2 separate regions of the Capsicum annuum genome follow, and region 2 is linked to region 1. Evidence: chromatin contacts called from public Hi-C data. All regions are on one chromosome and are shown on one strand. Each heading gives the region's core, a stretch centred on a gene start, on an enhancer-like site or on the middle of the called end of the contact. The rest is flanking DNA. Distances are from core to core; before and after follow the strand shown. Region 1 has its middle 160 kb from the start of LOC107877913. Region 2 holds the start of LOC107877913.

What was found. A called contact is a pair of places that touch in the nucleus more often than the background predicts.
Region 2: a contact with region 1 is called in a Hi-C map of placenta, with 2.6 times the contacts expected there. The contact joins the promoter of LOC107877913 here to the enhancer-like site in region 1. A contact is called at or near these places in 2 of 5 Hi-C or Micro-C datasets (leaf and placenta).

What each region holds. Positions count from the first base shown.
Region 1 is chr7:54,257,111-54,263,671 of UCD10Xv1.1, forward strand. No RefSeq gene overlaps it. Among protein-coding and RNA genes, the nearest start is that of LOC107877913, 160 kb to the right of the region's middle. Within about 2 kb of position 2,256, at least 5 of the 5 cell types and tissues checked have an H3K27ac peak or open chromatin away from gene starts, as enhancers often do. A contact at or near this core is called in leaf, where this site is marked.
Region 2 is chr7:54,416,921-54,424,233 of UCD10Xv1.1, forward strand. It overlaps LOC107877913, which reads left to right and starts at 3,839. Exons shown (of 19, transcript XM_047393536.1): 1 at 3,839-3,986; 2 at 5,004-5,307; 3 at 5,567-5,755; 4 at 5,881-5,964. The coding sequence starts at 5,014.

The sequences.
Region 1 (6,561 bases), core at 1,006-3,505:
AGTTGTAGAACATCTCATAAATAAAAATATAACGTGGTAGAGTTAACTCTTTCCCGTGGGGCATAATTTATTGTTTGAAAGTCCTTGAACTAAGTTTTGCCTCTAAGGCAATAGTTGTAGAATATCTCATACATGAAAACATAACGTGGTAGAGTCAACTCTTTTCCGTGGAGTATAATTTGTTGTTTGAAAGTCCTTGGGATAAGTCTTGCCTCTAAGACAATAGTTGTAGAACATCTCATAAATGAAAACATAACGTAGCAAAGATAACTCTTGTCCGTAGGGCATAATTTGTAGTTTGAAAGTCCTTGAGCTAAGTCTTGCCTCTAGGACAATAGTTGTAGAACATCTCCTAAATGAAAACATAACGTAGTAGAGTTAACTCTTGTCCCTGGGGCATAATTTGTTGTTTGAAAGTCCTTGAGCTAAGTGTTGCCTCTATAAAAATAGTTGTAAAATATCTCATAAATAAAAACATAATGTGGTAAAGTCAACTCTTGTCCGTGGGGTATAATTTGTTGTGGACTTGAGCTAAGTCTTGTCACTAAGACAATAATTGTAGAATATTTCATAAATGAAAACATAGCATGGTAAAATCAACTCTTGCCCGTGGGGCATAATTTGTAGTTTGAAAGTCGTTGAGCCAAGTTTTGCTTCTAAGACAATAGTTGTAGAACATTTCATAAATGAAAACATAACGTGGTAGAGTTAACTCTTGCCCGTGGGGCATAATTTGTAGTTTGAAAGTCCTTGAGCTAAGTCTTGCCTCTAAGGCAATAGTTGTAGAATATCTCATAAATGAAAGCATAATGCGGTAGAGTCAACTCTTGTGCATGGGGTATAATTTGTTGTTTGAAGGTCCTTGGGCTAAGTTTTGCCTCTAAGGCAATAGTTGTAGAATATCTCATAAATAAAAATATAACGTGGTAGAGTTAACTCTTGCCCGTGGGGCATAATTTATTGTTTGAAAGTCCTTGAGCTAAGTCTTGCCTCAAAGGCAATAATTATAGAACATCACATAAATGAAAACATAACATGGTAGAGTTAACTCTTGCCCATGGAGCATAATTTGTTGTTTGAAAGTCCTTGGGCTAAGTCTTGTCTCTAGGACAATAGTCGTAGAACATCTTATAAATAAAAACATAACGTGGTAGAGTCAACTCTTGCCCGTGGGATATAATTTGTTGTTTGAAAGTCTTTGAGCTAAGTCTTGCCTCAAAGACAATAGTTGTAGAATATCTCATAAATGAAAACATAACGTGATAGAGTCAACTTGTGTCCTAGGATATAATTTATTGTTTGAAAGTCCCTAAACTAAGTCTTACCTCCAAGGTAAGAGTAATAAAATATCTCATAAATCAAAATACAATGTGGTAGTATTAACTTTTCCCCATGAAACATAACTTGTTGTTTGAAAGTCACAAGTTTTGCCTCTATAATGTAGTAGTGTCAACTCTTACCCATTAAACGTAACTTGCTGTTCGAAAGTCATAAGTCTTGCCTTTATAATGTGATAGTGTCAACTCTTTCTCATGAGATGTAACTTGAATGGAAGAAATCGAAGAACAGAACGAAAAGAATAAAAATTGTGGAAAAAAAATAAAGGAAAATATTAAAAAAATTAAAAATCAAAGAAAATGTAGAAGCTAAGAGAGAATAGTAAGAAAATAAAGGTTGATAAAAATTAAAAAAAAAAAAAGATTAAATAAAAATAAAGGTCGAGAAAAATTAATAAAAAAATAAAAAATAAAAATTAAAAAAAATAAAAAAGATCTTTTATAAAAGTAGATGTTGAGAGGTGTAAAGAAAAAAAGTAAGGATTGAGAAAAAACTAAATAGAAGAAAAAAAAAAAGAGGAAAGGAAAATTAAAAAATCAAAATAATAAAAAGAAACAAAAGAAGTTGAGAGGAAAAAAGGGAAAAAAAATAAGGGTTAAGAAAAATTAAAAATAAAAAGATAAAAGAAAAAATAAAACTCAAAGTAAAATTAAAACGGGAAAAAAATAAATATTAAAAGATATAAATATAAAGTTGTTGTCTATTATGTTAATTATTTATGTAGTTACTCTATTGATTTGGAGTAATTTAATTAAAAAAATACTAGTTAATAGATAAATATTATTTTAATTTTTTTTTTATATTTGGGGTAAAATTTGAAAATAATCCCAATTTAAATTTATTTTTGAGATTCACACACCTAAAACTACCTTATCAGCCCGACCTAAAATAACCTAACCCGGCCCAAGACAACTTTAACCTGACTGAACCAGCCCCCTAATCCTCCTTCCTCAACTTTTCATCGTCAAAACCCAACCAAACTGGACCTCTTCCATCGCCAAAACAACAACATTCAACGTCATTCTTTCCTCTTTTCTCTCTGCCAACGATGGCAGCCTATGAACCACCGGAAATTGATATTTTCCTTTGAGTTTCCACCTCTCCCCATTACTTTTTCACTTCTCCATCAATCAAGCCGCCCACTGTCACCTCACCCGTCTCTTTTTCTCAAATCATCCCTCCCCCACTAATGTTCATGGGGAAGTAAAGAATTCGAAGGACGCTCGGATTTGGGTTTAATTCGATGGATCCGAACGCTTTACCTTCGAGTTGTCTCGTCTCCCCTTCAAATCGGCTTGAAAAAGTAAGCCATCCATTTTTCTTTCTCTAATTTCATCATTATTTCTCAAAAAAGTAGTTTCCCAAGAATTCAAATTTTTCACTTTTGAAGCTTCCATCAGAGCCGTTTGAACCTTCTTTCAGCTATAAAAGGGAAGCTTTGGAATCCCTTTGAGAGAAATATATAGACAAAAGCAAACACTAGAACATTTCAATAGCTTCCTCACTTGCTCTTTATTTCTTTCTTTAATTCATTTTCTTTTCCGGTTCTTCTCGAAGCCCTTGGAGTTTATATCGAAGTCAAAATCGCTAGTGTAGAACTGGACACTCGACGGGCTCAATCGCTGCCCAACAAAAGATACAAATTCGTCCCTTTCATTTCACTTTCATTCTCTTCTTTCATCTCATTTTTGGATGGGAGTATGTGATTTTGTTCTAATCCTAGATTTTGTTGTTGTTTTCGTGATAGAATATAATTCTGATTTTGGTGAAGTTATCTTGGGTCTGAAAATCTGTTTCATGAATATATGGGCCTTTAAATACATGAACATAGTACTTATATAGGATTCAAGTTTATATTGATATTGTTATCCCCATTTTGAATTTATAGACTTGATTTCGTCCCAAATTCCCATTTTCACAATTATTTTGTGGTCAAATTCTGCAAGATATGTGAAAATCTCTTCTTACTCGGCCTTTGTCTCCCTTGTTTCATTTTGTCTATTCATGTATAGATTTGTGTACATGTAATTTATTTCCGTTTAAATGTATGTTGACGTTGTTTTTTTTATCTTCATTTGTTCAATAGCTGTCATGTGTTTTCTTTACACCTTTACGAGTATGTTGCTAAGTATTCCCTATTGTTGGATAAATTGAAAATGGTATATTTAGTTTTGGGCTTGGTTTGGGTTGTGTTTTGGTTTAGTGCCTCGATTTCAAATAGTTCTTGTTCACATTTTCGTTCCGAGTTTGAGACATGATTTTCATAATCTCTCTGGTCATGAAAAGTTAGTGGATCTATGTTGAATTTTGCCAAAGTGTGTATAGTTGACTTCTCTTAAAAAATAAAAAGAAGATTCATGGAGATTTTGCGTCTTTGGCTTCGAATTTATATTTGCATCATAAGGTGAATATTCTTTTACCTTTATGGAAAGTGTGTTTATATTTTCTTGAATTTGAGTTTAGACGGAAAAAAAAAGAGGGACTTCAACGTGTCTATTGCTAATTTTTTTTTCTTTTTTTAAATGGCCTATCTAAGATGAATAGGCTCAAATGTTTTATCACTGTGGGTGTCTTGACAATTGCTTATGTTAATCATATTTCCTAAGCTTTCCCCGTTAAAGTATGTAAACAATTTAGAGTGAATAGACATTTCGTTCTCCTCTTTTGGAATACCCATCTTGCTTTAAAAAAGCATGTCTTTTGAATCATACGTCTCTCTTAATCTTTACATTTTTATGCATTTTTAGTTAATTAGTTTTCTAATCCTTATTTTTCTTATTTTACATGTAAATTCGGAAGTTTGAGTTTCAATCGAAACTCCATTTTGATTCAAACATCGGATCAACCGCCACTAGAATCGCGGAGCTTCTAAGTACCGTAGATTAGAAACTCAACTCCGTTAGGAGTCTAGTATCTATTCTCTTTTTTAATTATTCACGTTCTGTTGCTAGTCCTTTGAAATAGTATTTAATTATTATTAGTTATTTGGATTTCATATTTTTGTTATTTGTGTTTATAGTGCTTGATTATTTGCGAATTTTCTATAAAGTAGATAAACGTTCTCACACTTTCGCAATTAACGTGCGACTAGTTGACTCATAAAAATGGATTTCTCTCTTAAAAAGATGAGCTTAGCAACTTAGATATTCGGCTGATGTTCAAAAAAACTATTTATTGGCCTAAAAATACTTTCTTTAATAAAATGAATGTCGTGACCTGAATATTTTTCCTAAAAACCAAAAAAAAATGAGAGTTCAATATTATTGCGAGAGAGCATGGAATAAAATTCAATTTTTTTTTTTTTCAGAAAGGAAGGCCTATCCACCAACTTCGGCTTATTTCAATAAATAATTTCAACGTTTTCACTTTATTTTTATTCATTTTCTCAATAATAGTTTCAATTTTTCAACTTTAAGACTCAAAGGACACTCAAGGTGTATACATATATACTCTACAGTATAAGAGATATTTTGTCACTATTTATTATTATTATTATTATTATTATTATTATTATTATTATTATTATTATTATTATTATTATTTACACTTTATTTCAATATCATATTTGTGTATGAGTATTTCTACTATTACATTTACTTTTAACTACTACTAAAAATTTTACAAATAAATAAACACTAGCATTATTTCTTATATTTTAAATATACTCAAGTCTAGTTTTACTCAAGAATTAATATGTTAATGCGATTTGACATTTTTATATATCTGTACTTTGCAACAAATGCATTTGAATACTTTTACTCTTGAAAACTAAATAATTTTTCATATTTTTTTAGACATACTTATTAATGTTTATAATAAATAAAGTTTCAGATGCTTTTAAAAGTTACATTAACCTTCTTTACATTCATGTAAAACTATAAGCCTTTAAATTTTATATAACATACATATTATAACAAAAATACTAATGTCAACTTTACTCTTCGTTTTTATATTTTTTTTGAAACATGCATATATATTTTGTAATAAACTATATAACATGTTTTCATATATCATAAGCATATATTTATATATCTTGTGTGCGTTCTTTTAGTTTAGATCTAATAAATTCTTTGTAGCTATCACTTTTTTTTGTAAATATTTTTTCAAATATTTTATTTAAAACTAAGTTGAAGAACTATCTTCGGATAGGCTCTGATGGGTTCTTAACCTTTTTTTTTGAGCAAGCAAAACCCTTACTCTGAATCTCAAATGTTTTTAAAAGACCAAAAACAGATTTTTAAGTCATAAAGATAATTTTTCTATTTTTTTTCTAAAATTTATGTGGTGACTCTTGAAAATATTTTTTTTTTAAAAATCAGATAAAGTCTTAACGATCATATGTTGTGTACTGTTTTGATCTGTTCAAAACAAGGCGTGATATCGTGGCGACTCTGTTGGGGATGTAACTTAGGTCTATATCTTATCGGACTTAGTTTAGGAATATTATTTGGAATATTTATTTATTTTCAGTACATTCTGATAGAGAATCAGCCTAAGAGAGATGAAAACTACCTAAAGAAGCAAAACACAAATAATGCAAGAAAGTAAAGATAGGCAAATTGACATAAGAAGTTACAAAGAATTAAGAACCAACGAGTGTATCAAACTCAAAGATCCTTAAACAAGTAGAATCGATCACCAATTTCTTACGTAAACATCAAGGAAATTGAGTTCCCAAGCAATTCACATTTCTAAACAAAAGGGATCAACACAAGTTAATCCAAGCTTGCAATTCATTCATAAGAGTATTCTTTCAAATATCATCAAAGTTACAAATGAAATGACTAAGGCATATATTTATAGTTATTGTCTTTGCATAATATTACAAAAATAGCTTATAAGTGGCTATTTTGGAGATAACCCACCTGGGCTCTTCAAAGCATGCTCCACATGCGATCTTGTAGGCTTAGGAGCCTAAAAAGGGGTCCACCGAATGCACTCTTGAGCTCTTAGTTTGATCGTGGATTGGACCTCTTTGTATTGGCCTCGAAAGATGTAGTCTAATGCTTTAAGGCCGATCCGGACCGTATCATTCTCTCATTTTTGAAAAGAATTCATCCTCGAATCCAAACCTTGTAAAACCAAAAGAAGCCAAGTATGCACACACTTCACATATAACCAAACATAGCATTATGCCAAGGTTGCACACACTTCACATATAACCAAACATCCTTCAAGATATTGGAAGAAAAGTCAACATTCAAAGTGCAAAGGAGTTGGCTA
Region 2 (7,313 bases), core at 2,589-5,088, 160 kb after region 1:
ACTTAAAGATTCTTTTTTTTTTTTAAACCACATTTAATGGATTCAGAACTTCCATCAGTTTAGGTGGTATCCAAATCCCTTTTTTTTCTTTTCAAGGTCCAAACTCTTATTTTGTTATGAAAACTATTACATATTGTCAAGTTTAACACAGGCATCAAAATTGTTATCAATTTCTCCAATTAGAAATCATCCAATCCAAATATGACCTAAGTTCATATGAAAAGGTGCAGATTTAACCATGTTGAAAAGAGGGCACAACTAAAATTTGAACACCAAACTGAGGAGAAAAGTTACTGAACAAGCAAACAAGTTAGAATTTATGGTTAAATCACCAATGTAATAATATTTTAATAAAAATGTCAAATTTTTCAAACACTAACGAGGCCAATTTAATGAGTATCAGATTAATTTAAAAACATATCAATTATATCAAATAAATCAAGAACAGGCCAGAATTGGCTCGACGGAATCACAAACAAATTGTATCAAATAAAGACTCAGCAGAATTACAAAGACCCGCCTTCAAAGACTCTACATCACATAATCCCACGATCACGCTACTTGCGCGAAGACGGAGAAGAAACAACGAGGAAATTTAAAAGTGAAAAATGTGTTTATCCTTTTTCAGGCAGCGAACCGGAACAATGAGTCTACGACGATTTCACCACTGTCAAGCTCAATTCCCATCTATCGAAATTACAGTGACATTACCGGAGTTTAGTTTTTGTAGGAATTTTGATTGCGTGAGGTTAGAGGCATGCACCTCCAGAACCTCCAAATTTTTTCCCAAAATTCTCCCCCCCACCATCTATTTATAAGACAAAGAAATAAGATTTTTCGAATTTGAAACCTGAAATGGAGTTAATTTTGTTAAGGAATTTTGAATTTCATAATGAGACAAAGAGGGGGAACGTTGGTAATTAATTACTTATCAAAAATTGTGAATCATAGACTGAGAGAGATACAAGTTATTTGATTTTAGCCATAGATGGCTGTACAATGAAGGCAAAATCGTAAAAGGGCGGGGGTTGCCGTTGTTGACTCGCTGGTTGTCGCTGTTGTTCGTTATTATTACAGCGTTGATTAGCTGTCGGTTGTTGTTGAAGTGTTGTTTGTGGTACGGTTAAAGGGTTATAAGGGAATAGGGAAATGGGATTTTGGTCCGGGTTTGTGGCTTGTTTGGCTGAGGGTGGTGTTTGGCTGATGTTGAGAGTGTTATGGGCTGCCGGTCGGCCCAATTTTTTAAAGGGAAAAAATGGGGTTGGGTAAATTTAGTTTAAGAGAGAGAGTTTAATTAAAAATTATGATCATTTTATATGAATAAAATGGCTACAATTGAATTAATTGGTCAAAGTTGAGATGGAATTAATTTTTAATTAATTTAATGAGTTTTTCAAATTCAATAATTTCAAAATAAATATTTAATAAAACACAAATTTATTGTTTTTTATTTCATTTATTATTTTTGAAAATAATAATAATAATGATAATAATAATAATAAAGAAACTAATTATGTCATCAGTTTCTTATTTTCAATAAATCTTAAGAAAAGTAGAATATTCGCTATTTAATCAAACTTTTAACTCAAAATAAATTTTAAATCTTTTCCTTTATTTGATAATTACGTGATCCCGCATAATTAAACGCAAAACATTTTAATTTTACCCAAATTCAAAAAGGTAGGCTTGGAATTTATTTCAAAATAACTTAAAACACATATTTAAAAATTATTAATTGAGAAACTCAAGAATTAATTTGAAATGGGGAGGACAAAATTAGGTTTCAACAAAGATTAAAAAAACAAAATTTTGTTCCTCTCTCTCCCTCACCGGCAAACTTAAAAAACAAACTAATTATAACTTCTCTTGAAGCGATAAAGTAAAAACAACTTAAAAGAAAAAAATTCTTGTACGCATTTCAGGGGCGGATGTAGAAGCTAATGTGGGGGTTCCCGAGAACCCACTAACTTTTGTGCGGATCTTACATTTATATTAAGAAATCTATTAAATATATAAAAATTATAAGTTAGGAACTCATAATGAAGTGTTCTATTGATCTAGTGGCAAGTAAGGTACTTGTTGGAATATAATTGCCCTTTCGGTTGTGGGTTTCTAACCCCATCAATGACCTTATTTTTTGAATTTTTACTTTGCTCAAGGAACCCACAAACTTAAAATCTTAGATTCGTCTCTGACGCATTTAGTAGCCGTTGGCCATAAAAATCAAACTTAAAATCTTAGATCCGCCTCTGACGCATTTAATAGTCGTTGGCCATAAAAATTATTTCAATTTAGTGAAAAAAAAAACAAGATACTTTTGACCATGAAAATTTCAAATACAATTTTAATTTATATTTAGAAAAATAAAAACAAGTCCTTTTTCACTCATACTTCTCTCACAAAATTTTAAAAATAATTTTAATTTATATTTATGGTCAAACACAACTCCAACTCCAAAAAATTATGATTTTCATAGCCAAATAGGGCCTTAGATATCACTAAAGTCAAATAATTATGTGTCAAGAATGACTATCTGCAATCCAAAATAATAATAGAAAAAAATATTCAGAGTAATAATTGAAAAAGCAAAAACAAAAAAAAAACAATCCAGAATAATCATTCCCATCGAGGACATCCCATAAAGTTAGAGTGATACAATTCAAAAAAAATAAAATAAAAAAAAAAGGCCAAAATAATTAATTTAATTTCTAAATTTCAATATCTGGTAAACAAACAATGCTTAAACAGAAAACGTCAGAGCTCATTTTTTTGGTCATTTGTCATATACGAGGGCTCCCCTTTCCCTCCTTAGTCCTGACACTATTTTTTCATCAATAAAGTATAATCTTAGTATTTCTCAGAAAATCTTTAATAAATAAATAATATAATGCTATTTAGCACTACATGATAAAATTAATTTGTGCTACTCCATTCCTAACTTTCAAAATTAAACATATACATGCTACTTCTTTCTTGCATCTTTTTTCTTTGGCGGGGGTGGGGGTGGGGGGTTCTTCCTTTTCACAGAATCTGAACATCAAGAATTATAATAGTCTCTCTTGTTTTCATCTGTTTAAGAGTCCGTTTGGATAGGATGAAAAAAATTATTTTTTAGCTTAAATGATTAAAAGTTTAAAATAAGTACTTTTAAATTAAGTAGATAACTGTTTGGATAAAAGTGCTGAAATTGAAAAAAATCTGTTGATGCATTTGGTAAACAAGTGTTGTCAATCACTTTTTTATTGTCAAAATAACTTACATATTCTTAAAGCTGTTAATATATAACAACGTGAATTATTTATGATTTTTAATTCTAATACTTCAAAAATAATTTCTATTTAAATACACTTTCAACGTAAAGTGATTATGCTAGATTAATTTATAAATATAAGTTACTTTTTTATTTTTAAATATTAAAAAATAAAATTTTAAGATATTTTTTATATAAATATAGTAATATATTGTAATATTGCAACTTGTAAACAACAAAAATTTTTTAGGAACGAAACAAACTATTAAAAAGAATCAATTTTTAAAATTTAAATAACATGTAAAGATTTTATATGAACGGATAGAGAAGAACTTACCACAAGCTCGATTTGATAATAAAATTTTTAATTGTTTTCTTATGTAATAATTGATTCTCTAAAAAAAAATAAAAGAGAAAGATAAAGAAAAAATTGGAGGAAAAAAATGAAAAAAAATAATAAAAAGAAAAAGAAAGAAAAATCAATAACAGTTACAAAGTTTAGGCTATTATTGAAATTAGAAGAAAATACAAGCAATAAAAAAATAAATATTTTACTTAAATCTAAAAAAAAAATTTAATCTAAAAAATAAAAAACTCAAACATCTACCTTCTTAATTTTTATTTTTTTAATCCTATGCAAACACCCTCTAAATCTCTATTTCTTTTATCTGTTAAATACCCCAAAACATTTCACTCTTTCTCTTGACTTTTTACCCAATTTGACAATAATTTAAAGGTAAGATTTTTATTATCGTTTTTTATTTATTTTTCATTTCCTTGAGATAATTTTATGTGGGTATTTCTTGATTTTGATCTATGTGATGTTTGCGTTTTGTTTTCTCTGTTGGTATTTTTTCTCTCATGGTTTGATTTGGATTGTTAAATGATTTGATTAAACCCAAGTTCATTTTTAGATGTTGAAATTTATTGTCTATCGGTGAAAAGTTGGATCTTTTGCAGCTTAACTAAGGATTTAGTTCACAAAAGTGGGCAACTTTATGTGCCTTTTTCAGCTTAGATGTACTTATAATTGTTGTACCGATTTGATACTTGATTGATCCGAAGTAGAAATGGAGCTATACTTGAAATTTTCTCTGCTTGATGACGCGCACAGTGAAAAAGGACTGGACTAAAATAATTTGTGATTAGTCCTTACGGAAATTTTTATGATCTATACTATGAAAAAGATTTTTTGTGTCCTAGTTTTGGTAGATAGACTTACTTGGTACCTGATGCTGGTGGGAGGTGGCAAGCATTAGTCTAGGTGCACACAAGCTGGTCTGGTTATCAAAAAACCAAATCTTCTTTTTCTTAAAGGAATATACTTTCTGGCTGCTGGGTTACTATAAAGTATTTGCAAATTCTGTGTGAACATTTGGTAAGTGATTTGCCATTGTTTTGATGATGCATAGCTATATCTTAATCAGAAGAAATTAGACAAATAATAAAGGATATCATACTAATAATTTTTTTTTAACCGTTTGCTTCTTCAGTAGCTTTTTAGCATTGACTTGGAATTTCTTTCAAAATGAAAAAAAGAAAAATCTGTTGTTCTCCTTGTTAGGATGCTGTTGTTGGTGAAATCTGAAATGCGTAATGTAGTAAGGACTAACTTACACTGGTTGGCTTTCTACTTCAGTTGGTTTTCGATGTGGTGTGCTTTAACATGCAATCTGCACCAAAAAGTGTGCATTCTTTAGTTTTTATTATTGCAATCACTTCCTCTGAGTTTAATTTTGCTTTTTCTTTGTAGAAGAGAGCAGATGGAGAAAATTGAAGAGTCAGGTAGCCCTGGTTGGGGTGCATCCTTTTTTCAAACAACGGAAGATGTTGCAAGAGCTGTTGCTGCTGCTGCAGCTGCCGTTAGATCGCCACGACCTTCTGTGGTATATTCATCTAAAGATGATAGTGGTAGTCAGCTTCAGAAATTTCAGCGTCAAGTAACTAGATTAATGAAAGGCTTATCCAGTCCCCCTGAAGTTAAAAGTGGACCCTACAACCCGGAAATACTAACTAGCCAAAAGCGTCAATGGGCTAGGTTTCAGTTGCAATCCCTGGTATGCTATATGCCTAACCCTGGAGCTTTCTGCTGTATGCTAAAATGCAGGAAATTTAATTATCCATTTAAAGCTCCCCTCAAGATCTAATTTTTCCAAATTAATTACTAATTCCAGCTTGAAGTTTTTATGATGGTGAATGACAAGACATTATCACCCCCCCCAAAGAAAAAAAAAAAAAAGAAACACCTAGATTTGATGGTTAAATGTAGTTTTCAATTTATACTATGAGGGGTAATTATATTATGTAAGCTTGTAGGATCATAGAGTTTGGAAGGAGCCATCAAGGCTTTTTGAGAGCATGGTGGTTGTTGGACTCCATCCTAACTGTGATATTCAAGCACTTCAAAGGCTTTATTTTTCAAGAAAGCTAGATGGTCCAGGGAGATTTAGAAGCGCACTTGGTGGTCAAAGTCAATCACGCGTGGAACCTAACCTTGAGCCTCAGGTGTTGATTCTTGTAGGGTTTAATTTGCATGGAGTTAGAATTGTATCATTGTAATGGACTATAAGATGTTTTTTTTTTTCTTGAGAAGGTAACAGTTAAGATGTTGTTTCTTCTTTGGATTTCAGATCTTGTTTGTTTACCCTCCAGAGAAGCAACTGCCACTGAAACACAAGGATCTTCTCTCATTCTGCTTTCCAGCAGGAGTAGTGGTTGGTTTATCCCTATCAGCCTGTTTTACCCCTTTATTTGAGATGTATATCTGATGGTGTTGTGGAGTTTTTTTTTTTGTCTTTGATAAAGGAGTTTTAGGTAGTTTCCTTTGTAATGTTGAGATATAGGAGCGAGTTATCTTGAAGTATTTCAAGCTTCAAATGTGATTGCACTTGGTGAACTTCTGTAAAAATTTAGATGTAGAAAGCAATTAATAAGCTTCAAATGTGACTGCACTTGGTGAACTTCTGTAAAAATTTATATGTAGAAAGCAATAACTTTCAGTTGAAGCATACAACATATTATAGGTGATGGATCACTCATCTCACAATTTACATTTACCTAATCCTACCTTAGGTAAGAAAAAGAAACATAAAGAAAAAGACTAGTTGATTTAAATTACAAGCAACTAAATGAGGCATTCTTCCTTCTGTATCAAAGGGGAAAAAGATACAATTGATTATAGCTTGAATTTGGAATGTATTTTAGGCCACTGAATCAATTGATTTAGACTTTCCTTTGCCTTTGTTTGAATTCCTAGATCGACCTATTTTGTAAATAAATTCAACTCGTTAAAGGGAGGTTAAAACCTTAAGAGTTCAATGGAAGAGAGAACTTCGATTTCTTCAGCTCATTAAAGGAAGGCTGAAACCTTAGAGTTCAATGGAAGAGAGAGCTCCAATCTCTTGCTTTTTGCTGAAATTTGACTTATAGATTTATTCTTCAAAAACTTTTTAAATAGCAGTCATGTTACATCATCAATAGTCTAATCCCTATGAACGTAGAAAACATAAAGCCCTATTCTATGAAGTCTAATCCTTATGAAAGTAGGAAACATAAAACCCTAACCCTATTCCTTATGAAACTATGACACTTAAATCCTATTCTAGAATAATAAAGAAAGCTACTTAAAATATAATTTGATAATTAATTGAGTTTCACGCATCCATAACATTACTCTCCTCATGTTGAAAGAGCTTGTCCTCAAGCTTGAATTTCATGGCAGTCATCCTGAACGTCTGGAATAGTGTCAATGGAATCATCCAATTCCATCCCTAGCTAACTTATTTTGAAACTGACTTTGATAACTTTCAATTTTATCAGTTTGCCGGGGCATGACTAATTTGCCCATATGCTAATAATTCCATTATTGTGCTTCTCCCAACAGGGGAAACTCAACCATTCCAAAAATTTGTTCACAATGATCTGCCCAAATTAATGGATCGTTGTTGTTGTTATAAGTAGTAAAATCCGTCTTTGCATGTCTTGGTATGGTTGAATGGGAATTACCACTTGTTGGTTGCTTCTGATCGGCTAGTTGAATAGGCGATGTATTGCCTTTGGTAGA